Linked DNA regions of Zea mays: region 1 is linked to region 2. Evidence: chromatin contacts called from public Hi-C data. All regions are on one chromosome and are shown on one strand. The core of a region is the stretch at or near the end of the contact, and the rest is flanking DNA. Distances in the headings are between cores, read along the strand shown.

What was found. A called contact is a pair of places that touch in the nucleus more often than the background predicts.
Region 1: a contact with region 2 is called in a Hi-C map of bundle sheath, with 4 times the contacts expected there. The contact joins the promoter of LOC100286850 here to the promoter of LOC100382816 in region 2. A contact is called at or near these places in 2 of 25 Hi-C or Micro-C datasets (bundle sheath and leaf).

Annotation. Positions count from the first base shown.
Region 1 is chr2:220,774,354-220,777,618 of Zm-B73-REFERENCE-NAM-5.0, forward strand. It overlaps LOC100286850, which reads left to right and starts at 1,279. Exons shown (of 7, transcript NM_001159621.2): 1 at 1,279-1,756. The coding sequence starts at 1,450.
Region 2 is chr2:220,629,211-220,632,062 of Zm-B73-REFERENCE-NAM-5.0, forward strand. It overlaps LOC100382816, which reads left to right and starts at 1,262. Exons shown (of 2, transcript NM_001368202.1): 1 at 1,262-2,852. The coding sequence starts at 1,396.

The DNA.
Region 1 (3,265 bases), core at 29-2,528, 150 kb after region 2:
GCAGGCGAGGGTCGCAAGTATACATGTACATGTGGGCCGGCCTGGCCCGACACGGCACAGGCCCACAAAAGCACGGCCCACAAAGGCACGGCCCACAAAAGCACATATCTAATTATGGGTCGTGCCGTGCCAGCACGTGTGCCCAGTCATCGACCCACGGCACGGTCCACAATTAGTTATGTGTGCCAGGCCGGCCCAAATAGCCCAAAATACCTTAATATGCCAGACCGGCCCATATACATACAACAGTAATACATCAACAAAAAGTAATATATATATATATATATATATATATATATATATGACCAAAATAAAACTAAGATGTTTTGTGGATGCATATAAACCTTTGGTCAGAAAGAAAAAAACAACTAGCTCATAAATAATATTTAGTTCTCTGTTTAGTGTTTAATTGAGTACTATACATCCATACAGAATACATATACAATGATCATCACTATTCACTATCCATATCTAGGTATTGGTTCTCGATGGCTTATTGAAGCTCTAGATTCTCCAAGTTATGCTAGTCATGTGAGCTTTGACGAACCTTAGTTAAATACTGAGTCTATATTTAGTGGGCATCGGTGGGCCTTAGTTAAATGGGCCATGCCAGACCGGCCCGTGGGCTTGACATGAGGCCCAGGCACGACCCACAATATGGGCCGTGCCGGCCCAGTCCCACAATTAGGTTGGGCCGTGCCAGATATGGGCCGTGCCAAAAATTGTGTGCTTTGGGCCGGCCTATTAGGCACAGCACAAATGTAGTCGCAAGACACCGCACACAAGTAGGCGACCACACGAGAATGCTTCCAAGTTCGGTGCCACCAGCTGACCAGCCGCAGGCCGCAGCGCGCGATCCTGTGTTCTTTTCGCTGCGCCAAGCGATTGGACAGCGTGAAGCAGGCGCTCCGGTCTCCGGCGCCAAATCCGTCGCCGGCACCTCGCGAGCGTGGATACGTTGCCTCATCTGATGATCTGACCGACAGTGCACATCGGCCTAGCCGCCTAGTGCGGTGCCTGTCGTTTTCGCTTGGAGGGAAAAAAAGCGCAGTGGTGGTTTGTGCCGCGCTCCGTGGTGTTCAGAGTTTGTATTGTATCACTTGTTCAGGTGAAGATAATTTTCTGAAACAGTGGAGTTTCACCAACAATATACAAAAAATTGGCAAGCCCACGAGATTAAGAAAAGCTCTTCTTTTTCTCTAAAAAATGTTTTACAAACATTAAAAACTTTTGTTAAGGACCTGCTTATGAATTCCTCAATTACAGGAGGACCAAAACAGAAGACGATAGCCTAGATCCTTTTTTTTTTCTTCTAGAGGAGCCGTAGGCGAATGTGCCGTCTAGTCTTCCGCCCCTCTTCTTCCCGGGAGAGCTCGAGCTCCTCCTCTTCCTATCGCTGCGTGCCTCGCAGCTCCGCCAGCTGCACCTTCCACCCCTCCCTAGCGGTATATGGCATCCCCGTCCTCCTGCAACGCCACGGGCGTGCCGTTCACCCTGCTGGGCGCGCTCATCACCGCCGGACCCGCCGCCTGGCCGGCCTGCGTCGGCGGCGGCCGCGCCTTCCTCCGGGACTACGCGCGGCGCGGGACCAACGCGCTGCTGTGGGCGGGCCTCCTCGCCGTCACCTGGCTCCTGCTCCTCCGCGTCGCCGCGCTTCTCCGCCTCTGGGCGCTCGGCTCCCGCATCCCGGGGCCCCGCGCGCTAATCGCCGACCCCGGGCTCGCCTCCGTCTTGCGCAACGGCGGCGACATCTCCGGTTGGTGCCCGCTCCTTACCTCCTGTTCATGTTAACAGTATTCGGTTCAGTTGGTTGGGTTCAGTTAGTTCGGTGGTTGCTATGGGATTGAGATTTGACGCGGGTGCGACCTCTGCACCCGGTAAAAATTTTCTGTGCAGCATGTTTGACTTACTCGGTGCCTATGTGCCACTTGGTTACTGTTCGATTGGGAACTGGATGTGATTGGATGGAGACATTCGATTCCAGATTTGTGTAGCTCCTTCCTGCGTCAGATGTTGGGCACTAGCCAGCTACTTTAGCGCTGGTCTGTTTGGGATTTCATATTTTGATTTGATTGATTGATTTATGTGGAATTTCGCTTTAGTATAGCCTGATCTGGGTGGGATTAGACCATTTCAGGTGGGGGCCTATGCGCTAGTGATCCATGTTCGTTTTTTTTGTTTGGCTGCTACTGATAATATGATATGTGATCTGTACAATTGGCGCAACACTTAGCAAAATTGCTTCACTGAGCTTTGATGCTTTGTCCACGCAGCAACTGCACTGGTCGTCTCACAGCTACCTTATATCACGATTTATTTCTGCAGGTTCGCTGATGATCTGTGATTGACCTTGTCTCGCTGTTTGAATTTTGATCAAATTATTTATATCTTTAATGCAAGTTTATACTTTAGGTTCATAGTGTCTGGACCAGTTCTACTTCTGAGGGGCCAATTCAGATTTTGTCAATTTATTAGGTTTTCTGTTCTTGTCATGATCTAGTTGTAGTATGTCTCATCATCTTCCTCCTTTTGGTCTCCCTCCTATGATTCAGGGGAAACAAGCAGAAGAGGAAATCAAGTTACTTTTAAAATTCTTATTATTGACAAATCTTTCTCATCACTGCTGGATTTGATTTTTGTCAACTGTATGTCTTATAAGTTATATGGACCTATATTCTAGTTTTCCTGAGAATGTGCATTTTTGTGTGTGTAGAACTTACTAGGCAAGTAGGCCTAACATTGAGGGTGCTGTGTTTTAAATACTACCAGCCATAAATGGGTAGACATAGGTTCCTGCATTATTTTGTTGATGAATAATATTCGGTCCCACGTGATCTAGCATTGGTAGTGTTGTTCTTGAGCATGGGTATACGATGGCCCACTTGACCACTTTAGAGCCCATGCCATTAAAGTTTTAGCTTATTTTGTTCCATCAAATATTCTGTATTGCTAGCAGATTACTATCGTGAAATAACGATCTACTACTTTGTGGGTCTTTACTGTAATGATGGAAATACATTGTTTGACATTTTAGCCTTAGGGTGTGTTTGAATGACCTAGAGCTAATAGTTAGTTGGCTAAAAAAATGATAGTGGAATTAGCTAGCTAACTATTAGCTAATTTGCTAAAAGTAGCTAATAGTTGAACTATTAGCTAGACTGTTTGGATGCCTTCAACTAACTTTAGCAGCTACTCCCTCCGGCGTTTAGGACAGCGACACGGTCTCCAAAATAAAACTTTGACCAATATTGTTTTGTTAAAACAC
Region 2 (2,852 bases), core at 12-2,511:
GGGAAACAAGAAAAAGACTATTTCAGTCTTTTATATGTTGCATTTAATGCATTCGGGTCAGTTTAGTCCTCATATATAGGGTTGGAAATGGATGTATGGAAATCCAAATTATCCTTGTTGTATTCGTTAAAACTGCTAATATGGATATCTGTATCCGTATTCGATTTCAATATGGATGTCAAATGGACGTATCCGAATTCGATTTATAGTACCTTTTCTCTATCTGATTCCGTATTTGTATTTAAAAAACAATAAACATACGATACTATCCGTATTTGTGAAAAAATATGTTCGATGAAACCATTTAAAACTTAATTTTATCACTGATTACTAATTACAAATGATTTTATGTTTAATAATATACTAGAAAAATGATATATACCATTTAAATATTAAAAATATTTATATGATAAATAAATAAATAAATCACCCTTATATTTCTTGTGATATTCAATAATAAAATTCAACTATAACTCTCCACTTTGTCTATATAGTGAACACATCTCAACAAAGTTTCATAAACATTCAACTATAACTCTCCACTTTACAATATATAGATATTTTTCTTCATGTTTTCATTTATGTTTTGGTACACACATTTATATAGGGCATTCATTCATTTTAGAATGATTTTTTCTCTCGATACATTAACTATTTTATATCAATTTTTGTTTACTCGTATTTGTACAAATGTTATTTATTAAATATAATGTGTTGTTATTTATCTTTGTTACATGATTCGATAGTTTAAAAATATTATTTATATAGTTTTGTTGACTTGGATATCGAGGTTCACGAGAAATCTACTTTAATTTAAATTTGTTTTGACTATATACTTACTATCTATAAACTTATACTTAAATAAAAATCAACATATGTGAAATTTTAGAGTATGTTGTTTGAGTTGAATTGAGTAAATATCCGAATAACAATTCAGATTCGACTATCCGTTTTGTATGCATATCCGAAGATATTCGAATTCATATCCGAATTTGGACTAAAATTTGGTAAACTGTGACATTCGAATTTGTATATGTACATATTCGATCTGTTTCCACCCCTACTCATAGTACTAATGGAACCAAATATAGCTTTAGAGTGATTAAATTTTAGTCACCTTGCTTTAGCTCATGATTCAAAGTGGCCTTTATTGAGGAAGGCAAACTAAAATTACGCGCGGGTTACATGGACTTTTTCGTTCTACCGCTGTACCGTTCAACGTCAGCGAATCATTAAGAAACGCCCGGCCCACGAAAGGCCCAACTATCTCTCTCCCATTCATCATCCTCTCCGAATCCCTGTCAGTCGCCAACCTCTCTCCCCTCCAAACCCTAGCTAGCTCCTCCTATCGGGAGAGATTCGATCTCGCCCTTCTCGCCGTGGGACCGTCGGCGCATGTCCTCCGGCGGCAACCCCAACCCAACCGGCGCTCCCACCCAGCCGCGTCCAATGCATCAGCAGCAGCAGCCTCAAACGGGCGGCTCACCGGCAACGCCCATGACCCACCTCCGCCCTCCCTCCCTCGCCGGCTCCCCCTTCCAGGGCCTCTTCCACACGCCGCCCACCCACAACCCCGCCTTCCAGATCCACATGGGTGCCTCGTCATCACCCCAGACTCCGCTCATGGCCGCCACTGCAGGATCGGCCAAGCGCCCCCCGCAAAAGCCCCCTGTCCGGCCCCTGGCACCCGGCTCAACCTCGTCGGCCGCAGCGGCCTCGGCGGCTGCCGCGTACAAGGCTGCGGCCGCGGCGGCGGCCGTTGCCAACTCTGGGGGCGTCGACCTCACCCCCGCCGCGCGGCGCAACAAGAAGCGCAAACTCCCCGAGAAGCAGCTCCCTGACCGCGTCGCCGCGCTGCTCCCAGAGTCCGCCCTCTACACGCAGCTGCTCGAGTTCGAGGCCCGCGTGGACGCCGCGCTTGCGCGGAAGAAGGTAGACATCCAGGAGGCGCTCAAGACGCCGCCCTCGCTCCAGCGCACACTCCGCATCTACGTCTTCAACACCTTCGCCAACCAGGGGCCTCGCACCATCCCACCGCCCAAGAATGCTGACCCGCCAACCTGGTCGCTCAAGATCATTGGTCGCGTGCTGGAGGACGGCGCCGAGCTGGATCCTTCCAGTGTTGTGCCCAAGCACAACCCAGTGTACCCCAAGTTCTCCCAATTCTTCAAGAGGGTGACTATAGCGCTGGACCCCTCTCTGTACCCAGAGAATCCGCTCATCATCTGGGAGAATGCACGGACAGCTGCCCAGCAGGAAGGGTTCGAGGTAAAGAGGAAAGGGGATAAAGAGTTTGTTGCAAACATCCGGCTGGAGATGAACTACAATCCTGAGAAGTTCAAGCTGTCACAGCCGCTTATGGAGGTGCTTGGGGTGGAGGTGGACACTCGCGCACGGGTGATTGCTGCCCTCTGGCAGTATATTAAAGCAAAGAAGCTTCAGAACCCAAATGATCCTTCCTTCTTCATGTGTGACCCTCAATTGAAGAAGGTGTTTGGGGAGGACAAGCTCAAGTTTGCAATGCTGTCACAGAGGATATCTCAGCATCTGTCTGCCCCGCCACCCATCAATTTGGAGCACAAGATTAAGCTGTCGGGGAATGAAGCGCATAGCAGTGCTTGCTATGATGTGCTGGTGGATGTTCCCTTCCCGCTGCAGAAAGAGATGATGGCATTCCTTGCCAACACAGAGAAGCACAAGGACATTGAGGCCTGCGACGAGGTGATATCTGCTTCGATCAAGAAGATCCATGAGCATCGCAGGAGGAGGGCCTTCTTCCTGGGTTTCAGCCAGTCCCCAGTGGAGTTCATCAATGCTCTGATAGCTTCCCAGAGCAAAGATTTAAAGCTGGT